Regions from separate parts of the Xenopus tropicalis genome. Here region 1 is linked to region 2. A link is a contact called in public Hi-C data. All regions are on one chromosome and are shown on one strand. Each heading gives the region's core, a stretch centred on a gene start, on an enhancer-like site or on the middle of the called end of the contact. The rest is flanking DNA. Distances are from core to core; before and after follow the strand shown.

Region 1 (5,402 bases), core at 2,545-5,044, 160 kb after region 2:
CCAGGAATAACTATATTTCCTCTGCGATAGAAATCGACACGAAACCCTATAAGCTGCCAAGACTCGAGTCCTAAAACATATATAAATTGAGGGGTGTAAAGCCCATGTGAGGGGATCAAGCAGGTATTGCCCCTGCTGCTTACCCAGAAGCCTCTCCCAGCATATAGTTGTCTGTATGATCACAGGATGGTGGCAAACCGGCAAGGTACCCTAGAGGAAAGAATAACAATTTAAGAATACTTTTGCATAGATTTATTTATGATCTGCTGATCCCTTCCCTTTGAACAGGGATACTTACTCCTGTGCCAGAATGGGATTCACCCACAGTATAACTGATATACAGGCCCTGGTATCATTCAACCATGAAACAGATCTATAAACATTATTATTATATTTATAACGCTACCATATGTCTGGGTATGTCCATGTATTAATCTGCGCATGAGCTGCCATACAGCCTTCTCTGCTGATAACATGAAAAATGCTCCCTGGGCTACAGCAAAGTAGTTCCCTTCAGAGAGGGGCAGTTGTCATGGCAATAATGTCTGAAACAGGTAGCAGCATGTGAAACCTAAAGACTGGCCAGTACACTGTGTGATGAGGGAATAATGCCCATTTTTTGCGTTTGCGGAGTGTATAACGATACCATGCCTGCAACAATTATATGGCATTTGTGCCAGCACTGCCCCCCAAAGTGAGATATGGTTACAAGTATATTTTATTATTATTATTATTATTATTATTATTATTATTATTATTATTATTTTTGTTGTTGTTGTAACTTGATGCAATAAAACTGCACCACCACTGCAGCCGACAAGCCTGTGTTGTTGAGCCCCAGGCAGCAGTGTTTACAGAACACCCTTAAAGTGCAATTAACAGGGGCAGGCAGGACATCTCCTTGTTATCTATCTCCATCCACTCAAGTCATTAGTGTCAGTGGTGTTTGGTTTTACCATTACCCTGCTAATCTCTAGCTCTGGGTACAGTATTATTCTTTTAACCTTGCTAAACTTTCTACCAGTGAGTGTTCTCCATGCCCCCACTCCCACCCTTACATTAGCCTTTGCTAAAATCTAATTTAAAGGGCCAGAATACCAAAATGAGAAGTTCTGCGTGCATTTAAATAAGTACTGTAATGTTGGTTCCACCATAGACTAAGCGATATGTAGTCATAGAGGCTGTCAGCCAAATGTTATTAGTGCTGTAGTGATAACTTGTTTAGAATACAATGGCTTTGTACTTGAGTACAATAAAACTTAAAGAGTTAAAAATCCTATTCGCGGCTGTATATACACATACGGTGCCATACAAAGTAGGATTTATATGCATATGTTTGTGTTGGACAAACAGCATACAAAAACAATATATTTATTTAATGGTGTTGCTGGCCCTTTTTATATACTCGTGTGGAACCCTATTGTGGAACACCTTTAGGCAGGTAGGGTGGTGGGAGTTGTATTAGGACAATATCTGAAAGCCCATTGATACATAAGAGTGGAGTCAAACAGGGACTTGCAAGAGTCCCTATTTTCTTTGTTTCTTTCTTTCTTTATCTATGTATGTATCTATGTATGTATCTATCTATGTACTGTATCTATGTTTCTATCTATCACCTATCTATCTATCTATCTATCTATCTATCTTTCTATCTATGTATCTATCTATCTATCTATCTTTCTATCTATCTATCTATCTATTTATCTATCATCTATCTATCTATCTATCTTTCTATCTATCTATCTATCTATCTATCTATCTCTATCTATCTATTTATCTATCATCTATCTATCTATCTATTATCTATCATCTACATGTCTGTCTACCTATCTATCTATCTGTCTATCTATCTATCTGTACATAAAAAAAACATGTAGGCATTCATTTACCCACCTGTCTTACTGTCTATTTTTCTACCTACCTATCTTATATCTATCATTACCTATGTATATTAATTGTGTCTGCCTATTTTATGTAATTAATCACCTAACCCAAGGCTACTCAACCCCAAAAATACCATTTGCCCAATTAAAAAAATATATAATTCTAAGCAACATTCCAATAAATTACATTAATCAACATTTTTCAGTTTTTAGTGGTAGGCATAATTGGCAATGAAAGCCATATTTGTCTGTTCATTGGTATTCACTGCACTTGTGGTTCTGAATATTGAAACAAAAGCCAGCTGATAAACTAATTGCAAAGCATTGAAAACATTGTGAGAAATTGAGTCTTGGCTCCATTTCCTACATTTTCTCAAGAGTCAGAACATGGGGTACAGAAAAGAACAAATATTGCTTTCAATTGCGACTAGACTGGCACTGACTATTTTAATTCAGGTGTTCTGTTCATCTGTTAAGAATAGCATTTTATTTCATTGTTTAAAAATATTTTGGTTTAAATCCCTGTTACGGGACACAGCATTATGTGGGGAAGAGAAGTATTTTGTGTGTGTGTGAAAAAGACCAGACATGCATTTGCTTCTAGTAAAGGTGCTACAATGTCTGTTGCGCTTGTTACTGTGTAAAACGACATTCTTTAAAAAAAATGAGTTGCAACAATTCCAAAAAGAAGAAAGCGGATGTCAGCAGAGTAATAATGAGTGAGTGATGCGGAGTGATAGTATATAGCTGAATTCCCAATTTACTAAAACACATCCGTCAGATCCCATTCCTCCAGTTTATATTGGTGGGGGCTTTAAAGCCCACAGATACCTTATCTGCTTAAATTTCGTTTCCTTCTTCTCTAGTGATCGAATGACCCCCTTTACTGGCTGGCTAGGTTACATTTAGCACTGTCTGCTCGGTGCTGTGTAATAATAGTAACAGGCAGTCTCTTCTATTTCCCCTGATAAACGGCTGTATACAAATTGCTAGGGGGATATTTAATCAGACTAAGCAAGGTTCCACAAATGTCATTGTTGTTATTGGAACATTTTACTTGAAGAACATTCTCTTCTCCTCATGATAAATATACCCCCATTGTATCCCCCAAGTGGCTTTTCTTATTGAATAGCATGAGTACCAATCCTCCTCTTGTACTGTGAGTGAGCTAGGTACCTGGACAAGATAGTCATTTTATATTATATTTATACGGATTATATTTAGATATGGATTTCAGAGGAAGCAAATCTCAATTCGCTGCTGTTCCTTCAGCTACTAAAAAAAAAGGTTTATACAATGTTGTAGTAACGAATTAATATCGAATACAAATTAACATTCATCTGTAATATCCAAAGGGGAAATAAGATAAATGTTTGTGTGATCCAATCCCTAATAATCATCCCTGTTAGATAGTAAGTGTGCCCATCTCTGCCAAACTCAGAAATACATAATCCATATAGAAATCCATCCCAGTACCTCAAATCCAGGCTTGTGTGTGTCTATGGGCATCCTGCAGGTGAGATGGTTTCCATTACCAGGCACACAAATCTGAGGAGATAAATGAAATGTTAATAATAAAATGTACTTTATGAAAAAAAATCAATGGTTGGTTAAACTGGGAATCAAGTCATCATAAATCCCGATAATGTACAAGAAATAAAGGCAGATCCTACAACCCCAAAGTTTGCAGGTGCCAATGCTGATGGCTTCATAGTGGCATTACTAAATAATGCAGGGGCAAGAAAGCAGAGCTTCACACTTCTTTTAAAAGCAGCGATTGCTCAGATGCATTATAGAACAAGGTTGAGTAGTAAAGAAGAAGCCCCTAAAAAGCTCACTTCATTAGCAAAGCAAAGATCTGGTGGGAGCCATTAAGCCCCCCGAGTCCCCATTGGAGCATAAGTGGCGATGTCCCTGTTTGTTTGCAGATGAATATCTCTGCTCGCACTTTCCTCATCATCTGTGTTCATGTGGCGCATCAGTACCATAAACCATTAGCTCCGGCTTCTCCTTTCATCTTGAAGGTGGCGGACGTTGCTATTTATCCAGCAGCGATCAATGAGTGGCGTCAGTGCGAGAGTAATGACGATTGCACCATTAGGGATGACAGCTTAGAAAGAAGAGGGCAATGGTGTTCCCTCCCAGAGCCAGTAGCGCACAGAGCAGCGGAGGCGCAGCAGGGTCACCCTCTCTCTGCTCATCTGCACTCACTCGCCATGGAAGGCAGGAAGGAGATGCTCGTGTTTTTGGAGGGAGGGCAGCTTGGCAGTCTAGTTGGCAAGAGAATGGCTCATTTGTCGGACGCAGTGGGAAGCCCCATGCCGGAGCCGCAGGACAAGCTGGTTCCTAGGAGCTGCCTGAGCCCCAGGGCTGGCCCCATAGCGCCCAGAGACAGACCGGAGGGGAGCGATGTAGAAGCGACACAGGCGAACGGCCAGCAAGGGAGCAGGTCCCCGGCGCTACGGATCTCCTCTCCGCACCCACCGGCGCTCTCTGACTCCCTGTCCGCCAAGGGGCAGCACAGCAGCTCGGACACCGAGTCAGACTTTTACGAGGAAATCGAAGTGAGTTGCACCCCGGAATGTAACTCCGCCGCCTCCGACTATCAGCAGCAGCAGCAGCAGCACAGTGCAGGTACCGGGGCACTTACCGCTCATGCATTTATCTATTGTGGGAAGGGACCGTTATCTATTAAACAGAGATTCCTTAGCGCTATTTAGCGCACTTAGCTGCATATCCAGCAGGGAGTAAATGTCCGGGTAACATTCTAATATTTCCTGTACATATTGGAATTAATTCACAAATATTGCTACATTACCAGCTGTTGTGCATAAATCAGGAGAGACAACCATTTAATATGTGGCCCGGATTCCGTTCATATTCTCATGTTGGCTGTGCATGACTTTAATATATTTGTATTTGTGTGTACATTTGTTTACATATTTACGTATTGGTGTGTGCGCATTTTCAATATGAAGAATATGTGTTATAAGGCAGATATTTCAGAGGGGTATCCGGGGGTATATTAGACTCCGAGCAGTTCAATTCAGGATAGAAATGGATGTAATTTGAACATTTTTATTGATGCTTTGTGTACAATAAATATATAATGAAAGACAAGCAGACGCACAGATACAAATGGCACTGCCCTGGGATAGTTGAACACACAGACCCAGACAGCGCCGGGCAATATATTAGCATAGCACTGGGAATTAGCACTTATTAACCCCCCCCCCCCCCCCCCCCCCCCCCAGAGCGCCTACAAGCGCTACCTTCCTGCTGTCTCAGCATTTGACACCTTTTCTAGTGACCCAAGATCAAAGGCGGAGTTGCCCAGCCCGGCAGGCTGTAGGTGAGCAGGGAGACAATAGGGAAAGGCCAGGCCCCTGTCTGACATGGGGAGTCCGACTCACACCTAGAAGGCTGGTGCCTGGCGCCAGGTCGGAAATTACACCTGGGATGTGACATAAAGACTCTATGCCGATCTGTCATGCCTCAGCTTTCGGGAAAGGGAGCTAA
Region 2 (5,033 bases), core at 2,156-4,655:
GAAGTTTTTGTGTATATTTAATTCGTTTAATTTTATAAAATATTTTGATATAATTTGCGTTTGTAATAAAGCAGATGATATCAATATAAATAGAACCACAATCAAGAAAATGACCTGAAATGTATTGTTACCTTTATAATAATACCATGTTTGTACGCTGACTTATATGTAAGGTACATTTTTGTGATACAGTATGGAACTGATTAGATATTTCCATGTAAAATAAAGGTTCATTTGAAGCAGGTTTTTCTATCCAGGGCTTTCTCTTTATCTCCATAGGAAATCCGCTATGTACTACAATGTGCGTCCTTTCACTGACCTTTGCGTTGCTTTTCTTGCTAGTTTGTTTTCTTGTCCGCTTTCAGGAATTACAAGTTAAGCCGTGCCACCATTTACATATAGTGAATAGGTGCTTTAATGTTAAAATTTCATGTACTTTGATGTTGTCCTGGTGATCTCGACTCCGCCGTGTTTCTTTAGATATTATTTGAGATAGCAGCGAGATCCTGCTGATATGCAGATTGCATTTAACACATAAAAGTACAGTATGCGGAGCCATCTGGTTGTGCCTTGCCTCTAACTCCAACAAACAAAAAAAAACAGCAGAAGTGGAAGAATGAAAGAAAGTTCTGCATTTACTTTGAAGTTTAGCTGCATCCACTTTAAATAGCGCCATTAGTATCAGCGTCATTCTGCCCGCAAATTCTGCAATTTACTAATTCGTTCCAGCGTCACATCGCAATGCACTAACAAGTACAGTAATAATTTAATAAGTACTTTACGACAGGGGATTAGATAGATTTCAGAATAATGTTCTTATTATTGAGGGGGTGGGATGAGAAACTGAAAATATATCCCTCGAGCCTCCCAAAGATGTGAAGCTTTGTGTTTATAGGGGAGGAGGTGAGGAAAGACTGGTTGAAGAAGCGTCTGGCATTTTTGTCAGGCACCAGTGTTTACACATGTCAGTAGTGAGTTTGGGGTGAAAAGTTCAGCTGAGCTTGACCCAAGGTGTTTCTACAGTTGTTAGACAGGAGATAGTGGAGAACCCATAAAAATGGCGCAAAACGAATAAAAACGAAACGTTGGCGCAAAGAGTTAAATTCGCTCTGCCGGGAGACGCAATTTTTGCGTTTGTTGTGATTATGAATTACAACTTTTTTGCCCTGGGACCCTCATCTACAAGACCTCCTGGTTTTGATGGAAATTCTTTAACCTTTTACATGCTGCCCAATAAAATGCACACTAGTTTAGTCAGAGGTAGCATACAAATGTTTTATTGACAAATTCCAACTGATAAAACTCAGTTTACATTCGGTGTCATGCAAGGGTTCGCGATGGAATCACAAATTATACACACATTTGGTCTTACAAGACATTCACTTAAAGGCGATTTAGAAGCGTTTCTCTTGGATCAGAGAACGAGTGGTTTTGTTTGGATAAATACCCTGGATACTGGACGATCTAGCACGATTTCCTGACAAACAAAACACACAATATTCACCTAAAATCATGACTGTAAACACCTAGTAAATGTGAGAGATTACTGAGGTATGCGGTCAGCAAACACTGCTGTCTTTTCCTGTGCTAGAAAACTTTGAGATTCTTCCAACCACTCCACCATCTGATAATTATTAGAATTTCTACAAAAACACTTGAAAGATAAATCTCTGGAACAATATATGTACACTCTTTTCACATACAGACACCATAGAACTTTAAATTAAATAGAAGTCTTTTAACTTGTGTAAACTTTTTCTCTATTAGTAGTGCATCAGTCCTTGAGGATCTGCAACCAGTGATTTCCCAGTAAAAAGTCCCAGCAGGAATGTCCCTCATATGGATTGTCCATAGCAGCTCATAGCAAGAGACAGTTAGTGTGACACATGCCAAAACAGGTTTTAGTTAACTTGGGTATTTTAGCTCAAAACGAAAATGACTTTTCAAACTTGTGCAAAAATATAATCTTAATGGTACCAGCTGAAATTCTGGCATAAACAATAGACAACTAAAATCACTGCTAAGGCTTTGGTTGATCAATCGAGCACAGGCAATGCCTTCAGCCTTCTAACCGGAAGTACTGAGATGATCTGAAGTAGAGGAGGCAGGAGATGGAGCACAGGGTGAAGAATTGGACTTTTCTGACAGCTCCTCTGACTTTTCATCGCTTCCTGTACTGGCTGATGGGGAGATGGGGAGAAGTCCTTCTTTTTCCCTTTTTTTCTGTTTCATCCTCCTGTTCTGGAACCAGATTTTTACTTGGGTCTCATTGAGCTGTAGAGCAGCAGCAATTTCTACCCTGCGGGCCCTGGTCAAGTACTTGTTGAAATGAAATTCTTTCTCTAGTTCTGTCAGCTGTTTGGTGGTGAAGTTGGTCCTGGCTGTGTTGGGCTGGCCGGCAAAGCCATATTCCCCAGCTTTACCTGAAATAAAAAAAGTCAGGGTTATAATCCATATGGAATGTGAGAAATGTAGCAGCCAACAACCCCAGTGTTATGGGGGTGCCTTTTCTACCGTTACTGACTGTATTATACAGTCACAAACTGTTACATTCCATTTGTACCCCCACCCACTAACTTATAGGGCAACATCAACATAAAGAATAATAGATCATGATCATGATGATAGATAGATAGATAGATAGATAGATAGATAGATAGATAGATAGATAGATGATAGATAAAGATTTACTTGATAAAACAAGGGCGCCTTAATAGAGTAAGTGGGTGTAGAAAGGGTAGACATTACCTGTTTTGGGTGGGTTTCTCTTTACTTTCATCCAGTCAAAGGTCTGTGCAGGGCCCGGGGATGTTTCGCTGGAAGGAGACCGGCAAACTTCTCTCTGGCTGATATGTAGGCTGGATACATTGTTATTGTAATTGGCCACAGAAATGTTCTGGTCAGGTCCGTAGGAATGGTGGATATAGTGAGCGGATCCTTCGATGTAAGACTGGTGTTGGTGATGCTGGACCACAGACGAAGCGATGTTGCCGGAGTAGACAGATTGGGGGAACCCTGCGCTCACATCTGCCTCTTGATTGATGGGGAAATGAGAGTAGCCGGGGCTGAAGTTCTGCATGCCATAGTTGGAGCCACAGCTGGTATGAGTATAAGACATCCCCAGGTTGTTGTGGTGCTGAAAGGCACCGGCTTGGTGGTGGTGGTGATGGGGGTGAGAACTTATCTGCACCCCTCGTCCGACCACAAAACGATCATCGCTGTTGCAGTTATTAGCACTGACTGCGCACGACTGGAAAGTTGTAATTCCATGGTCGGGGTGGAAGGATCTGGAGGAGCAGGTCCCGAGGTCGCCGCTCATTAAGCCCGGGTACTCTAGGAAGGAGCTCATCCTCGCATAGTCCATCTATCACTAGGTGACTGTGACACAGAGCCTGGCGTGGCCGTGCCAACTTTCTCACTTCCTCCATAGGTCCAGCACAAAATCATATGAATGTACAGTGAGGGCAGGTCACGTGGAGAGGCCAGCCAATGGCAGCAGCGACAGATAAAGTTTGCCTACACTAACTGGTGATGGATCGGCCCTACACTTGCATTTAAATTCCAGGCGCTGCTCTATCCAGGTGACGCACACGGCTGGGAGTACAGTGCACTGAGAGAGCAGCGGCCAAGTCGCACAGTCCTCTCTACCCGGGAACCGCCACAGTGCAGATGTCAGAGCCGGGGGCACCCGAAGAACCCCCTAACCCGGTAAGGAGCAAATAGTGATTGGTCAGGGGGATTTGGGGATACAACTGTGTGTCAGTGGGTGTCTAAAAATACACAGGTATGGGTATTAGTGAGAGACACTGTAGTGTGTAGTGGGTGTGAGTCTAAGCATTTCTGTTTTAGATAGATGATAGATGATAGATAGATAGATAGATAGATAGATAGATAGATGATATATAGATAGATAGATAGATAGATAGATAGATAGATAGATAGATAGATAGATAGATGATAGATAGATAGATATAGATAGATAGATAGATAGATAGATAGATAGATAGATAGATAGACAGTGTATGTAAGACAATATAGGACAATTGCAGTGTACACGGAATAGGAACAAATATGCAGATACCTGTAGTTCAGCTTTGTGTGTGTCCATGCATTCCTGTTTTGGATAAGTGTATCTTGTAGATAGAGAGGCAGACAGGCAGACACTAGATAGAGATAGATAATTACAGATAGGTAGATAGATGATGATAGATAGATAGATAGTACACAATATCGGACAATTGCACTGTACACAAAAATGAACAAACATGCACATAGGTAGGGTTCAGCTTTGTGTGTGTCTATGCATAAGTGTAGTTCTACATTTATTGCTGGTCTTTGAAGACTGATTGATCCTCTCATTGATTTGCTCTACACTTGTCCGACTGATCACACCGTGCATTTTTACACTATATCTGGGAATCTTCCTTAACCCATTCAATGCCAGAGCAAAGCATAGGCAGGCTCTATATGTACAGCTGGTCACTAGCAGCCACGCCTCACTTCTTTAGTACAGAGGATAGAACAGTCAATATTACCATGGTAATAACGAGTTTGTCATGGAAAGCTCTGGCTTCTTCTCCTTTGGTTGTACAATAATCCCTTGGGCACTACAGCAAAATCATCTGGACAAAGATTATTGTATGTGCATAGTCCTGTCAAAAATGTGTGGTCACAATGTTGATTGTACTTCATATTTTAGTGCACAGGGCTGTAGTAACATTGTAGATTGTCAGGTAGCAAAGGGTTAATCCCGGTCACATTTACACAGACCTGCACACACTCCCACGTGTAAACATTCTATTCTGTGTCTTTGCTAGATTATTCATTATACTTGCAGTGGCTGTTGCATTCTTAATGGCAGTTAAAGGCGTGGCTCCGTGTTATCTCTAGAGATATGCCTGTAAATGTTATCTAAATAGGCTGTTTTCAGCCAATGCTTCGTAGCTCTTGCTTGAAAACTATAACTTTAAGAAGTCGACAACAACTGGGAGTTGTAGTTCAGCAAAACTAATGCGATCTACAGGTTATAGATA

What was found. Hi-C and Micro-C count contacts between places; a contact is called where the count stands out from the background.
Region 1: a Hi-C map of gastrula embryo shows a contact between it and region 2, with 2.0 times the contacts expected there. The contact joins the promoter of evx1 here to the promoter of hoxa1 in region 2. A contact is called at or near these places in 2 of 5 Hi-C or Micro-C datasets (brain and gastrula embryo).

Annotation. Positions count from the first base shown.
Region 1 is chr6:42,291,582-42,296,983 of UCB_Xtro_10.0, forward strand. It overlaps evx1 (homeobox even-skipped homolog protein 1), which reads left to right and starts at 3,795. Exons shown (of 3, transcript XM_002933384.5): 1 at 3,795-4,517. The coding sequence starts at 3,812.
Region 2 is chr6:42,134,634-42,139,666 of UCB_Xtro_10.0, forward strand. hoxa1 (homeobox A1) reads right to left here and starts at 3,406. Exons shown (of 2, transcript NM_001008016.1): 1 at 2,749-3,406; 2 at 1,262-2,423. The coding sequence starts at 3,364. The coding sequence ends at 2,068. It overlaps LOC101734399 (a long non-coding RNA gene), which reads left to right and starts at 3,569. Exons shown (of 2, transcript XR_001924738.2): 1 at 3,569-3,708.